2 separate regions of the Oryctolagus cuniculus genome follow, and region 1 is linked to region 2. A link is a contact called in public Hi-C data. All regions are on one chromosome and are shown on one strand. Each heading gives the region's core, a stretch centred on a gene start, on an enhancer-like site or on the middle of the called end of the contact. The rest is flanking DNA. Distances are from core to core; before and after follow the strand shown. Region 1 overlaps HLCS (holocarboxylase synthetase). Region 2 overlaps HLCS (holocarboxylase synthetase).

Region 1 (6,579 bases), core at 3,884-6,383, 160 kb after region 2:
ATAGTTTAGCTTAAAAAAAAAAAAAAGTGCTACCCACAGACGATGGCTTGTTTTTATAATGGAATACATTTTAAAAAATAGTTTTGAAGTGAAATTTGGTACTCTTGCATTTGAACTGCACGGCAGTGTGTTAAGGCTGTAAACGCTCCCAGTGTGTGTGTGTGTGTGTGTGTGTGTGTGTGTGTTTAAGCCAGAAGCAAGCAGCGAGGCTTCCCTGTGCCTCCGCCCACACCCCTCTTTTCCCTCGTCCTCTAACCCTTGGATTTGGTTTCTTCTGCACATATGGAAAACCTGGGGAAGGCCTGAGAATGTGTGTCTTCTCTGAGAGCCGAGAGAGGGGATCAGAACCAGGCAGGGAAAGTGGGGGGCAGCCCCAGGCCGCACTCCTGAGCTGGGAAAAAGCCACAGCTTGATGAAGCCCCCAGCGCCCCAGGCTGGGGACATCAAGGCCGCCAAGCCCAGCCTGGTGCCTGACTCTGGTTCTGGCAACCCTTGGAGCCCGATGCCCAGTGGGGGTAGGGGGTCGGGAGGCGCGGCTGTGGGGTGGGAAGTCCTTCCAGTGAAAGGCTTCATGTCTCTTTGGGAGAGGGAGTCCTGGCTAAATGTACACCGAGGTTTCCAGAGGTGATGTGCGCCAGCCCGTGCGGCTGTGGTGTGTCCTGTGGGAGATCAGATCAGGGTGGGCTGGGCAGGAGTGTGCCTGGGACACCCTCACACAGGTGGCCGCCCCCCATGCGATGTCGCTGGGAAGGAAGGGGTCGCTTACAAGAGCGGTTTGCATCTCCTGTCTCCTGACTGTAGTGAGTGAATGCCTCCAACTGTAGAAATACTGGCGATTACAGAAGCGCATAGAAAGGCAAATGAAAATCTCTTGAAATCTTCCTGCACAGAGATCGCATAGAACAACTTCAAGAAGAAATTAAAATGAACACATATCTCCCTCCTCCTTCTGCTATATAACACATTTTACCTAAAGGGTACACTGGTGTTGAGCCTTCCTCTTTTTTCTTTTTTGGGGCTTATCCATATATGAGGCTACTTCAAAACATTCTTAGAAAATGGAATTAACCGATTACTTTATCTTAGTGCAGAAGTGTTTTGAAGTCCATGCAGTCTTTGTCTTAAGACACATTTCCATAAATTTGTAGAAGCTCCCTCATAGTAAGACCGTCCCTAACTATACATGTATAACATTCATTTTAATAGCTCCAAGGATAAAAATTTTCTAATCACTAGAAAACACAATTGTGTACTTTTTAAAAGGAGAAAAATTCTAGGAGGATGTCTGCTTTTAATGAAAAGTGAGTCTTACTTGATGACTTATTTTCTACTTCGCATTTTTCTGTTTCTCAAAAATACTTGCACTCTCAGACATATGCCAATACTTTGGCATATTTCCTAACAGCTGCTAAAAGCTGATTAGTCGATTTGAAAGCACCACCAGAATCCGGCTGGATGTGGGGCTTTACATCCCGATTAAACCGCCTGATAGTTGCCGACGGGCGCTGGCCCCCGTGGCGCGCGGATGGCGGGGTGGCTCTGTTCCACGTGAAGAGCCTGTGATTTTTTCCCACTCCTCCTTCGTGGGCAATAATAGTTCGATTATTTCTGGTTTTCCACAATGTATCAGTAACGCTGTAGCGAATGGCTGTGTGCCAGAAGAATTTTATTTCCCTGTCTGCATACTCCTGAGGATTCAAGTCTAGAAGTACAGGCACTGGGTCAGAAAGTGCAGAGTTTCTAAGTCTCTCATTGCACGAACAGAATGGTTTGAAGAATTTCTGCGCATTAATTACTATCCTTTAGGCTCTTGCTCGTCAGGTATTATACAGTGGGTGCTGCCGGCCATTGTCTTATTTTTAAAAGAGAAATATTTGTGAATACTACTTCTAAAGGTAAAGTGCATGCTTTTAACCCCCCGAAAAGTTTAAAAGTCACTTTTAAATTAAAAGGTAACCAATCATATGAAAGAAAAATTTAAACACAAGAAAAAGAATCATCCTAATGTAGCTACAGTTAACATTTTGTCAAATCGCACTCCCTCCTTTTTCTGTGAGTTTTACATAGTGGGAATGAAAGTTTCCGTGGAGTTTATGTTCTTCTTTTTTATTGAGCATTGTGTGCAAGCATCTTTTTGCGTGTTGCGTATCTTCATGCCTGTCGACTGTAATGACCACAAATCACTGCCTGACTTCATGTTCCACACCGTGTTTAACCGTTCCCCTGTTGAGAGGTGAGGCTGTTTCCAGATTCTCACTTCCACGACACCGTGATGGACGTGGACAGACCGGGTCGGACTTCACATTTTCGTTCATTCAGAAGTTCTACCCGTTCTTTCTAGCATGTATTCTGGGTGAGCCTGAGTTAGGGGAGCTTCCCTCCAGATCTCGTGGAAACCAAGCCCCCTGGGAGGCCGTGGCAGCAGCGGCACCGTGACCCTCCCTCGCTCGGACGTTCCAGGGTCACAACGCAGGGGTCCAGCCCGGACCTGGGAGCCTGTGTGTCCTCAGCCTGGGCCAGTGAGGAAAGGAAATGTACAGAGGCAGGGAGGTGAACCAGGGGTCGTTCTTTGCTCTGTGGCGTGAGCAGCCTTGCCGAGCCCCTGGAGGACGAGCCTGGTGGTTGCCTCCTACTAACGCAAGCGGGCGCAGCTTCGCTTGGTACTCAGAAACGCGAAATTCACAGAGTTCCTGAATGTGCCTTTGTGGTCGGGCTGAGCCCCCAGAGTTATCTCAGATGGCACGAATAAATCTGGCGGCCTCCAGTTGTCTCAAACTGAGCCGAGCCCCTTCCTCGCCCGGGCGTCTCCCGGCTCCCTCTGTGCAGAAATCCCCTCTCGGCCTTGGGCAGCGCAGACTCGCTCTGCTGATTAATATGCCCTGGGAGCTGCTGCCCTGAGCCGCCAGCAGTTTAGCGCACGTGTTCCGTTAATCATTTCTCTTTGTTCTCCGAGTCTGTGTTTGGTTTCCGAACCCACGCTTTTCCTGCGTCCCCCACCCCTCCCGCCATCGCCATCTCCATCCCTGGCTCCAGCCTTTGACTGTCTGCTGCCTCCATGTTTATTTAAAGAACATCCTAGATGGCCTGCAGTCTGCTCCCAGCGTGCGCCCCTTACAGCCCCCCGCCCCCGGCCTTTGGGGAGCAAGCACTCCTGGAAGACAATGTTAGCTCCCAGCGTGGACAAAGAATCCTTCTCAGGCCTTGCTGCCGGGCCGGCACAAGAAAGGGACGCTTTATTCTCGGGGCCCAGCGAAGCATGGGCACACCCCATCTCAATGAGTCATTCACAGTGTCCAAGAGAAATACGTCCTGGGCTGTATTTCATGCACGATGGAAGAGGGACTGGCACACGGACGGCTTGCCCGGAGTGCCCCATGCCTGCTGCAGCAGCCGGGGCTGGGGAGTGGGGAGACGACCGTCCCACCAGCACAGCCCTGCACGACCTTCTTCACCCATCAGGGACCCTCGGGGCTCTGCTTTCCTAACTGTGCCCCTCATGCAGGGGCAGACAGAGCTCCGTGAGCCTGCGGTGTGCAGGGGGCACTGTGTAGCTTGTCTCTGCTCTTCTGTTGCTGGGAGCTCCAGCTATTTATGAAGGTCCACCCGCTTCCTTGAGCGTGGAAGAGAGCCGGGTTGCTCCTTTAACGTCCCCCATGCTGTGGAACACTCCAAACCCTGTAGTGGAAGCTCTGGTGAATGCAAAATTCCAGGCCGTCCTCACCCCCCCACTCCGGCCCTGGCCCCGGCCCCTGCCACGCCCCTTCCAAAGGGGCCCTTCCAGCTGCACCGACAAGTGAGGGAACCTGACTCGGGCTCGGGCTGTGTTTAATCAGTGCTACCAGGCACTGCGTGTGCTCTATCCCCGATCAGGAACCGCCGGGACCCCGGAGGAAGCTGTCCCCGCACCGAGTTAAAATAGGTGCGGTGGAACTTGGAGACGGTTCCCAGTGAGGGTTTGGGGTGTTTTTCCCCGGTACAGAGAAGAAGTCTGTGGAGATGCAGCCCATCCGTACCTCTCCCCCGCAGGGAACTTTGTGTTCTTTTAAATGAAACCGTTTTAAAAGCAGACCCGCAGCCTGCAGTGATGCTGTCCGTAGTTCTCAGAAGGTGTGGATTTATTTACGAGAGTTAAGGCATAATTAGTTCTCAGGGGATAGTGTGTCTTTTAAACGGCTTTATTGCCACCATATTGGCTTTCTGAGTAATCAGAAACTTCTGTGGCGATTGGATTTTGGCCGTTTGAACAGAAACGCACCGTAAGTAGGAACAAATGTTGGCGATTGCTAGGTTGTCACTCGAAGAAGGGGGACCTTGATAAGATGTTCTGGGGAAATGTCAACGAACCCAGCCTTAGGTAAACGGGATAAAGCTCAGGCAGGTACACCTGCCACGCTCTCCTCCCCCGCCTTTTTGGTTCACCCTTTTGCAAGGATTCTCACCACAGGGGCGTCCCCCGGGAGAGGGACTGTCCCTCCTGGCCTTGCTTTTCTGCCCAGGGTTGGAGCGGGAAGCGGGCTCTTCCCTGGCCACAGCCCCGCAGGTGAACGCAGATGCCGGCCCCCTCCTGTCTGAGCGCCTGTGTCCTGTTCTGGCGGTTCTGGCTGACCGGTCTTTCCCCTCATTTGCAGGTTGATGTTTGAGATGCCACCGGAAATGGGTTTAATAGCCATCGCGGTCCGGCAAACCCAGGGCAAAGGTCAGTCATCGTTCGTGACGTTGCCGTTAACTCTTCTCTCCTGGAATCTGTGACGCTCGGGCGCAGCAGCTGGGGCTTGGACTCTGTTTCCATGACTTCCTGGGACGTAGGGAGAGGGCAGGAAACGGCGACTGGGCAGGTGCAGCCTGGGCACAGTGAAGGCTTTCTCTTGGAGGATGGTGCCTGTCAGTCACTTGACATTCGCCCGTGGTGGCTGGCACACCCGCTTCCCTACAACTTGGACGTTCTCCTCCCTCGCACACTGGCTCGTGGCTGTGTTCTCAGGGCATTTCCTTTCTGGAGGTTCCCCAGGAGGTGCCTCCCGGGCCTGTGCTGGCTGTCACAGGAGGAGCCTGTGGCTTGCCAGGCCCCACCCCCGCTGCACGTGCAGTGCCCATCCACAGACTGACCCGGAAGGAAAGCAGAGCACCGCTCAGGGTGTACACACCTGCAGGCGCTGGAGCTGAGAGCCCAGGTCCTCCCAACACCCACCTAGGGCCTGGCCTGGAGCAGTTCCTTCCCCGGTCTGTGCAGGGGCACCTGGTGGGACCCGGCGGATGGCTGGCCCCTGCCCCCAGCCGGCAGCACCAGGGCAACCCACGTGTACTTTTTAGCTCTTGGAGGCTCCTGTGGTTTTTCTCAAAGGAAGCAAAGAAATAAGGAATCTACTGTTTCCCAATTCTTTCCCTTGGATCTGTCTTTGGAACATAAGTCAAAGAGAAAAAAGAAATTCATTTTATCAAAAGCTATGGGACTCAGTACGGACTTCAATTAAGTGTACCTCTCATTTTGATTGTTTTATTTTCCTGAATTCTGCTTCAGGAAAAGGAACAACTTACCGAGTTAATATGAGGGATCTTTTTGAAAAACTCCTTTTCCATTTATTTATTTTCATTTTTAATTTGAAAGGCAGAGAAACAGAAACAAAGAGAAAGAGAGAGACCTTTCATGCGCTGGTTTACTTGCCAAATCCCGGCAACAGCTGGGGTTGGGCCAGGCCAAAGCCTGGAGCCAGGAACTCCATCCGGGTCTCCAATGTGGGTGGCAGGGGCCCAGGTACTTAGGCCATCCCCTGCTGCTTCCCAGGGTGCAGGAAGCCGGGATCTTTTTTTTTTTTTTTTTTTCCCTTTAAACAGTTTTACTGAAACGTAATCCATGTGCCAGACAATTTCTCCATTTAGGGTGTGCAGCTATGGTTTCTAATACATTTGCCAGGCTATGCCAGAGGGGGCACCTCTAAAATATAGTTCCCAGAACTTGGCGTGGGTCGGTATAGGTTCACTGTGGTTTCCCAGCCACTCTGTTGTCGCCTGCACGGCCCTGTGGCGAGTATGAAGCTTAGAGTGATACACACTGTGAGGCCGCGAATCATCGCAGCGTGAACGGTGGGCCACAGAGAGCGGACGTGGTGCTAATTATTGGAAACCTCCTCGGCCACAGACCCTCCAGTTTTGAGTCGCTTTTCTCCTCCTGAGTCAAGCCCAGTAGCCCCACAGTAACTGTAAGAAGTGCAGGCGGATTCCGGTGGGAGGGCTGTCCTGTGCACGCGGCCGAGGCCGTCCCTGTGACCAGCAGGGCCTGTGTTGCAGGGCGAGGACGCAATGCTTGGCTGAGCCCCGCGGGATGCGCCCTTTCCACGCTGCTGGTCTCCATCCCGCTGAGGTCCCCGCTGGGACAGAGGATCCCCTTCGTGCAGCATCTGATGTCGCTGGCCGTCGTGGAAGCGGTCAGGGCCATCCCCGAGTATCAGGTGAGTACCGCGGACAGTCACTGCCTCCTGGAAACGTGCAGGATCCGGCTCGTTTGTGTGTGGAGCCCATGTCCGCTTGGTCGCTCGGTGGGACTGAGCCTCTACCTGCCCTCGCCAGAGCTGGCGGCCAAGT
Region 2 (6,632 bases), core at 583-3,082:
TTGAGTTAATATGCTTTTAATTTACATAATGGTCAGAGGCTTAATGCTCCACTAGATAAAGAGTTCAACAAATAAAAAGTAAAAAGACTGTAATTCAGAGGGAACTATAGGCAAGGGCAGTAAACCATAATCCAATGAAAAGATGCCCATTTCACTCACATACAGTCAATTCAAAAATAATCATAGATAATGAAAACTATACTAGTATGGCTCTGTGTAGTAACTACCCCAAATATGAGAAAACATGTTTTTCTTTTTGGTCCGGCTTAGAATTATACATATTCATTTCCTTTCCCCAAATGACCACAATGACCGGAGCTGGGCAGATCCGAAGCCAGGAGCTTCTTCTAGGTTTCCCACGTGGGTGCAGGGGCCCAAGCACTTGGCCAAGCCATCTTCTGCTGGTTTCCCGGACCATCAGCAGGGAGCGAGATCAGAAGCAGAGCAGCTGGGACTCGAACTGGTGCCCATTTGGGATGCTGGCATCACAGGCAGTGGCTTTGCCTGCTGCACCACAGCGCTCACCCCCCACCCCCCATCCATTTCTTATTGTTTATTGCTCTACTTAGAAAACCCGAATCCGTGGTGGAAGGAAATGTCAGAATTCAAGGTCTCAGGTTCTCCTGAGGTTCAGGTTCCCGGAGGGTTTCCGTGCACACGGCTTTGAAGATAGGCGCTTGCTGACTGTGGTGGTCTTAGCCTCTGTGCCGCTGCCTCTTGGCTTCCGGCTTCCTGGGCTGTGCTCCACGGCGGGGGAGCTGCGACCTCGCACCAGCAGGTGTCGCTGCTGAGCTAGGCTGCCTGGTGCACCAGCCCCTAGAACTCTGAAGTGATTCAGAGTTTGCATTTGTTTCTTTCTATATCAATTTCGCGTAGTGTGCTTTGGTAGTTTCCCATTATATTGGTGACACTTTCTTTGGGGGCCTGTAGAAATTATTTCAATGTCACAGTCAATAACACTCGTCTTTCACTCGACATTCGCGGTGTACTGGGTCTTGTTACGGTATGGGATATGAAAGAACAAAATAAATACACCAGTTATCTAAATAGTTTCACTGCAGACCAGCTGTGTTTATGCACTTGGGTGCCTTGACACTTGCGCTTTATGGGGAACGGCACAGAAGATTTATGAAGCTCCCGTGTGCGTCTCTGTTACAAGGGAGGATTGGGGAACGGCGTGGCCCGCCCAGTAGGGAACAACAGCCCCCAGGGACCACGGGTCCTCAGCATTTGCCCGAGGCCACCTTCAGCGACACCCAGACACCACGGTAGCATGTAATCCCCACACGAAAACCCAGTCGTGGGTGACTCCGGGCGTGTCCCCAGGCACAGCAACAGGAGGAAGCAAAGCTTTGCTGGGTGCAGGCCCGGTGGCCAAGCTGGGCTCTCCAGCCTCGGTCTCCACGTGCAGCCTAACCTCAGGGCCAGGACGGACACAGAGGGCTCCACACGGCCGTCACACGCTGACCTGCAGAGCACATGCCCCACACGCACATACATGCACACATGCGTGAGTCCTGTGTGGAGGGCGCATGTCAGGCGGTGGGCTTTTAGATGATTTTAATAGAGATCTTGGGAAACCTTTTGTGTATTGGACCTGTTTTCTGTGATGAGCATATTAGTTATATAATGAGCCAGGCCAGTTATTAAAAACCGAAAGATTACACTAGGCCATTGGGTTTTTGAAGGTGGCTAAAACTTGAAGGTTACAAGAGTGGAATGTCGTTTTTGACCTCTACATTTAAGAGGTTTCGCTTTGCGGGTCAGCCGCTTTGACTGGCTCAGTGGCGTGTGACAGCTGGGACCATCAGGTGTGAGTGTGAGCTGACCGCCCCCTCCCCTTGGGGCTTCCTCTCTGCCGGTGTCGGGGGTGGGGGTGGGGCTGGTGGACTGCGTGGTTGACCGCAAGCTGTCATGGAGCAGGATTGCTCAGAGGCCGCCTGGTCCAGCTCCCACTGTTGGTGGTGACAGGAAGTTAGCAGGAGCACACCATCCTGGGTGGGAGAGCTCCGGGGTATTGGTGGGAGACACTGATTTTTATGGAAAACAAAACAAAACAAAACAAAAACAAAAACCACAGTCGTTTCTCTTGAAGAACTCAGGAAAAAATACTTGATATTTCGTAGCAAATGTTCATGGGTTTTATTTTCTGTAAGGGTTAGTTTTGTGGAAGGAACACAGTTTTTTCCTGGTGAAGACTTTCTTGCCTCTGGGGCGCTGGCTTCCATTTCCGTTTTTACCTCTGCCAGACACGTGGCGAAGGGAAGAGGGCAGGAGAAGTTCTCTTGGAGAGGGGCCGCAGGATTCTGGGACCCCACACCTGTGAGTGGGGATAGAGCCAGCTCCCCCGACGCCCACCCCCAGAGCCTCCTGCCAGAGCCAGAACAGGGTGGGAGGTCCCCCACCTCAGGAAGGCAGGTGACTGTCACGTGGCAGCCCCTTCAGCCGGGGGGTTTCCCACCCTGGATCTGGGGAGCACCATCTTTTTTTCCCAAACGAAGAAGCCTGGGATCCTTCTGGGCGCGGGGTAGGCGGCCTGAGAAGTAGCAGCGGCGGCCTTTTGGCAGGAGCCCTGCGAGAGGGTGTCTGGTTACTCTCCCCGCGGGGTCAGGATGTGTGAGCGTAACAAGAAGTGACAACCGAGTTTGTTATTAAAGTAAGGGGGCAAAATCACCACGGGGCGTGTGTGCGCGGTGTTGGTAGCGTGGGAGTTTGGGGATGAATAATATATACTTAAAAACGAGTTTTCACTTTTCAGTTTGATTCCGCCTAAAATTATTTACTGTGAAACCTTTTTATTCCTCACTCCCTCAAAAACGATATCGCTGGTGAGAATCGCTTTGGTGTTTGTAAACGGGTGGAAGAAGCTCCAGGCTTAGCCTCTACTACTCAGGGAATTACTTTTTTACACGTTGACTTTTTATTGTCTGTATCTAGGGTGTGCACCCTGCCGTTCTGATGTATGCACCAGTGACATCGATTGCTTTATGAAGAAACATGGACTAAGTCAGTCCACATGGCTCATACTCCTCCTCCTCTCACCCACCCCTGCACTGAGCGGACATCTGAGTGCCTACTAGGCACAAGGCCTCGCTGCAATGCCTTCTGGGAAGCAAGAGATAATTTCCCACAGTTGTGGCGTGCCCTAGACTCAGCGGAGCCCCTTATGTGAGTCGGGGTCTCACGGTGGCCCCGACCCTGTGGCCTGGGGCCTGGCAAGCTCGCTCCTTACCGCTGGGAATAGGACAGTGGGCTGTACAACATGTCGTGATTTTTCTAACAAGTTCTCATTAGAATTCTGCACTGTAAAAGAAGTCTTTGCTTGCCTTTTTTTTCCCCCAGCAAGGTATTTGACACGGACTCCTCCCCTTCTCGCACCTTTAATCCTTGCTTTGAATCTTGAATGTACAGCGAGAAAGACACTTCTAGCGTTATTGTAAAACGCCGTTAAAAGAATACTTTCTGGAGATGGGAGCGTCAGAGTTCCAGGTGCACGCTGAGTAGCGTTTGACACGCGGCTGCGGAGGTCTGGTGGCTGCGTTTTACGGGACGGGGCCGGCCGAGAGCAGCTGGCAGATTAAAGCACACATTTAAAAGCTTTTACAGCTATGCATGTTTTAAAGGGTCTTTCATATACGTACCTCTCTCTCTCCTTTCTTTCTCCCCTTCACCTACACTGGAAATGTTTTGTTCATTCTGACTGATTTCCTGTTATCAAACGTAATACCCACAGCAAAAGGTGACATGAGGAGTCTTGACGTGGAAATGCGAGAGAAATAATAGCCGGGTGTTTTCCTTAGCTCCCTTTTAGAAATTAGTGCTTTCGGGAGGAGGTGGCTTTTCAGCTGCCGTGTGCCCTGTCTTGCTATTGGAGTCTTGTTTCTAGCAGTTTCTGTGGGGGGTCGATCTTTCAGGGTTGAAGTCAAGGCAGAGACCGGGAAAATGCTGGCGGGAGTCGGGGACCCACACAACTCCGCCTGGCTTTTCCCTTTTCACGGGTTTTGCTGTGACCTGTGATTTCTGTGGGCTGCGGCGTTGGCTGCCTGGCCCCGGGATGGGGTGACCAGGGCTGGCAGCCGGACGGAGCATCCTCCGTGGGGTGGCACCCAGTCCAGGAGGAGTGCTTGTATTTCCCAGACTATTTATATCTACCGTTTATGCAGTCACAAATTTGTGGATGGGAAACAGGCTCTTTTGGAATAAAAAGCCCTGCAAGACCAAATGCTTTCCGTCTTCGGCACCAGCCCCTAATCGCTGCCATGTGTGAGGGTGTGGATCATGGCGCTGCCTCCCGGGGAGGGCGGTCGAAGCCGGCTCTGGAAGCCTTGGAACATTCTTAAGAGCAGACTTTTGTCTCCCAAGTCCAAAAAAATACATCCCAGGGAGCGAGCGGCGCGAGTAGCGGGTTGCTTGAGGGCATGATCAAAGGGCTCCCCGTGATGAGGTGCAGAACAGGGGCCGGGGACCCCAGGGGGCCTGGTGGTGGGCGCCCACTGTGGGGGAAAGCCGTGTAAGCGTCCTTCTCCCTGCCGACACTGACGGAGCTAGCGGGTCGGGGTCTGCCTCAGTTCTGGGCTGGCTGTGTGTTGGAGCCGGGAGCACGTTTCGCACCATTCTTGCCGGTAACGTGACAGTGCCGCCCTGAGAAGCGAGCTGCCCCTTAGAAATCCGTTTGCAACGACTCGGAGGCTTCAGCCCTGATGGCAATCCTCCGTGTCCCTGCCCTGAGCTGGGAGGATCGGGGCAACTTGGGGTGCTGGGGGCTGCCGTTGCTGCGTCTGGGATTGGCAGGGGGACAGGGTCCTTGCCAGGCAGTGGCCTCCGTGGAAAAGCAGCTGGGGTCTGTCTGTCCGTGCATCACAGACAGGAAGAGGAGGCTCCCTTCTGCTGAGCGTTCTCTGCTTCCTTGGTTTTGCCGTTGTTTCAGCCCGCAGCTGCCTATGCGTCGCTTCGCCCTCGCTTTCCAGCCCCCGCCTGTTTCTGGTACAGTCTGTAGAATCCTTCTGCTTGTCCTGTGGGTGTTCTTGTTTTTCTTTCTTGAAATGTTTTCAGGCTCTCGTTTTAAAATATAATCTATTTTAGAAATATCGGAGTCGTCATTCCACAGTGTATATGTACATCAAAACATCGTGTTGTACACCTTGAATACACAGGGCCTTCTAGAAGTTCGTGGGGAATGCGTATTAGGAAGAAATGTGCACAGGCTTCCAAATACTTTTGCACCTAAATAAAATTACCTTTAGCTCCATTTTCACCAACTTTTTGAAATCCTCTCACATACACGATTTCTATTTGTCAATTAAATTTTTAAAGTAAAGAAATGCTGGTAGAAAAGCTTGTAATTTTGGTTCCTGTCGGTCATTGGAGATAAACATAAAAAAAGCTAGAGCCTAAACCTGATTCATCAACTGAGAAGCCTGTCTACAAGTGAAACCATTCAAAACAGGGTCATTAACAGTATTTGTTTTAATTGATAATTTTTTAGTTGGTAGATGTGTTTTTTTTTCTATTTGAATCCTGTGAATACACACACGTTTAGTTATATGTGAAGGTCGATGAAGAACTTCAAAAAGGTTGTGGAATATGGAATTAAAAGATAAGTTTGGGTGCAGAAATTTTTGAAAGCCATACATAAGAGGGGTCTTCAGAAAACTCGTGGGACGTGTACTCACTGTGCCTGCAGTCGGAACTTTTTTGACCTAAATAAACTTACCTATTTGTTCAATTTTCCCACGAACTTTCTGGAGTACCCTGGTGTGTGTACACATGTTTATTTATTTAAATTCATATGTCTGCTTTAAAGACAAATTGGAGAACACAGGGGATTGCTAAGCTAGGACCTTTTTCCCATTTAGCCTAGAATTTGAGAGAAGATCTAGGTTAGAGTATCCGGGAACTTTTGAAAAAGGAGCACTTTCACTTTGTGTGCGTTTCTCTTGAATGTCCGAGTGTGGGCGAGGGGAAGGGGCGAGGGGTGTGGGCGAGGGGAAGGGGCGAGGGGAAGGGGCGAGGGGAAGGGTGGCCCGTGCACCTCCGAGATTGAAATTCAGATTCTAAACACGAGCCAAGGAAGGGCCCATGTGGCCATCACGGGCAGCAAGACTGCTGGTTCTGGAGTCCTCGCGTCTCGGCCGGTGCCACGGGTCTTTCCTGGGCGCTACACTGTAAAACCAGCTTACCTCCTGCGTGCAGAGTAAAAGTTAGGAAAATTAAATATGAATATTCTTCTGAGAAAACTTGTAAAGATTTGCTTTCTGTTGCCCTAGGCAGGCATTTGGCAAGCTCTTTTCTTCTCTTTGGACAAAAATGAATCCTGCATAGAGCAGCTGTTGGGAGAAATTGAGTGATAACACCACTAATCTCAGTAAATAAGTAAATATATCTCATGAAAGCAGTGCCATATAGTGATCTCATAAATTAAAAAAAATGACAGTTAATATTTTTGGGAAAGGTCAAAGCACATCTGAGCTCTCTGCACAGAATGGCTTGGGTTGTTACCGTCCACAGGCAGCCTTGACACGTACTTGGATTTCGGTTTTTCTGCAGCTTTTCAGTACATGAAGTGCTTTCTAGGTCAGAGGTCTGTGATCCCGAGGATCCTCCCCTTGTAGATTTTCCTGTCGTGCTGTAGG

What was found. A called contact is a pair of places that touch in the nucleus more often than the background predicts.
Region 1: a contact with region 2 is called in a Hi-C map of skin fibroblasts, with 6 times the contacts expected there. The contact joins two enhancer-like sites. A contact is called at or near these places in 2 of 6 Hi-C or Micro-C datasets (psoas muscle and skin fibroblasts).

The regions. Positions count from the first base shown.
Region 1 is chr4:8,130,253-8,136,831 of mOryCun1.1, forward strand. HLCS (holocarboxylase synthetase) reads left to right here. Exons shown (of 11, transcript XM_051833635.2): 7 at 4,629-4,696; 8 at 6,286-6,446. Among named protein-coding and RNA genes, the nearest start is that of SIM2, 61 kb to the right of the region's middle. Within about 2 kb of position 5,134, at least 2 of the 8 cell types and tissues checked have an H3K27ac peak or open chromatin away from gene starts, as enhancers often do.
Region 2 is chr4:7,977,224-7,983,855 of mOryCun1.1, forward strand. The region is part of intron 5 of HLCS (holocarboxylase synthetase); the gene reads left to right. Among named protein-coding and RNA genes, the nearest start is that of HLCS, 52 kb to the left of the region's middle. Within about 2 kb of position 1,833, at least 1 of the 8 cell types and tissues checked has an H3K27ac peak or open chromatin away from gene starts, as enhancers often do.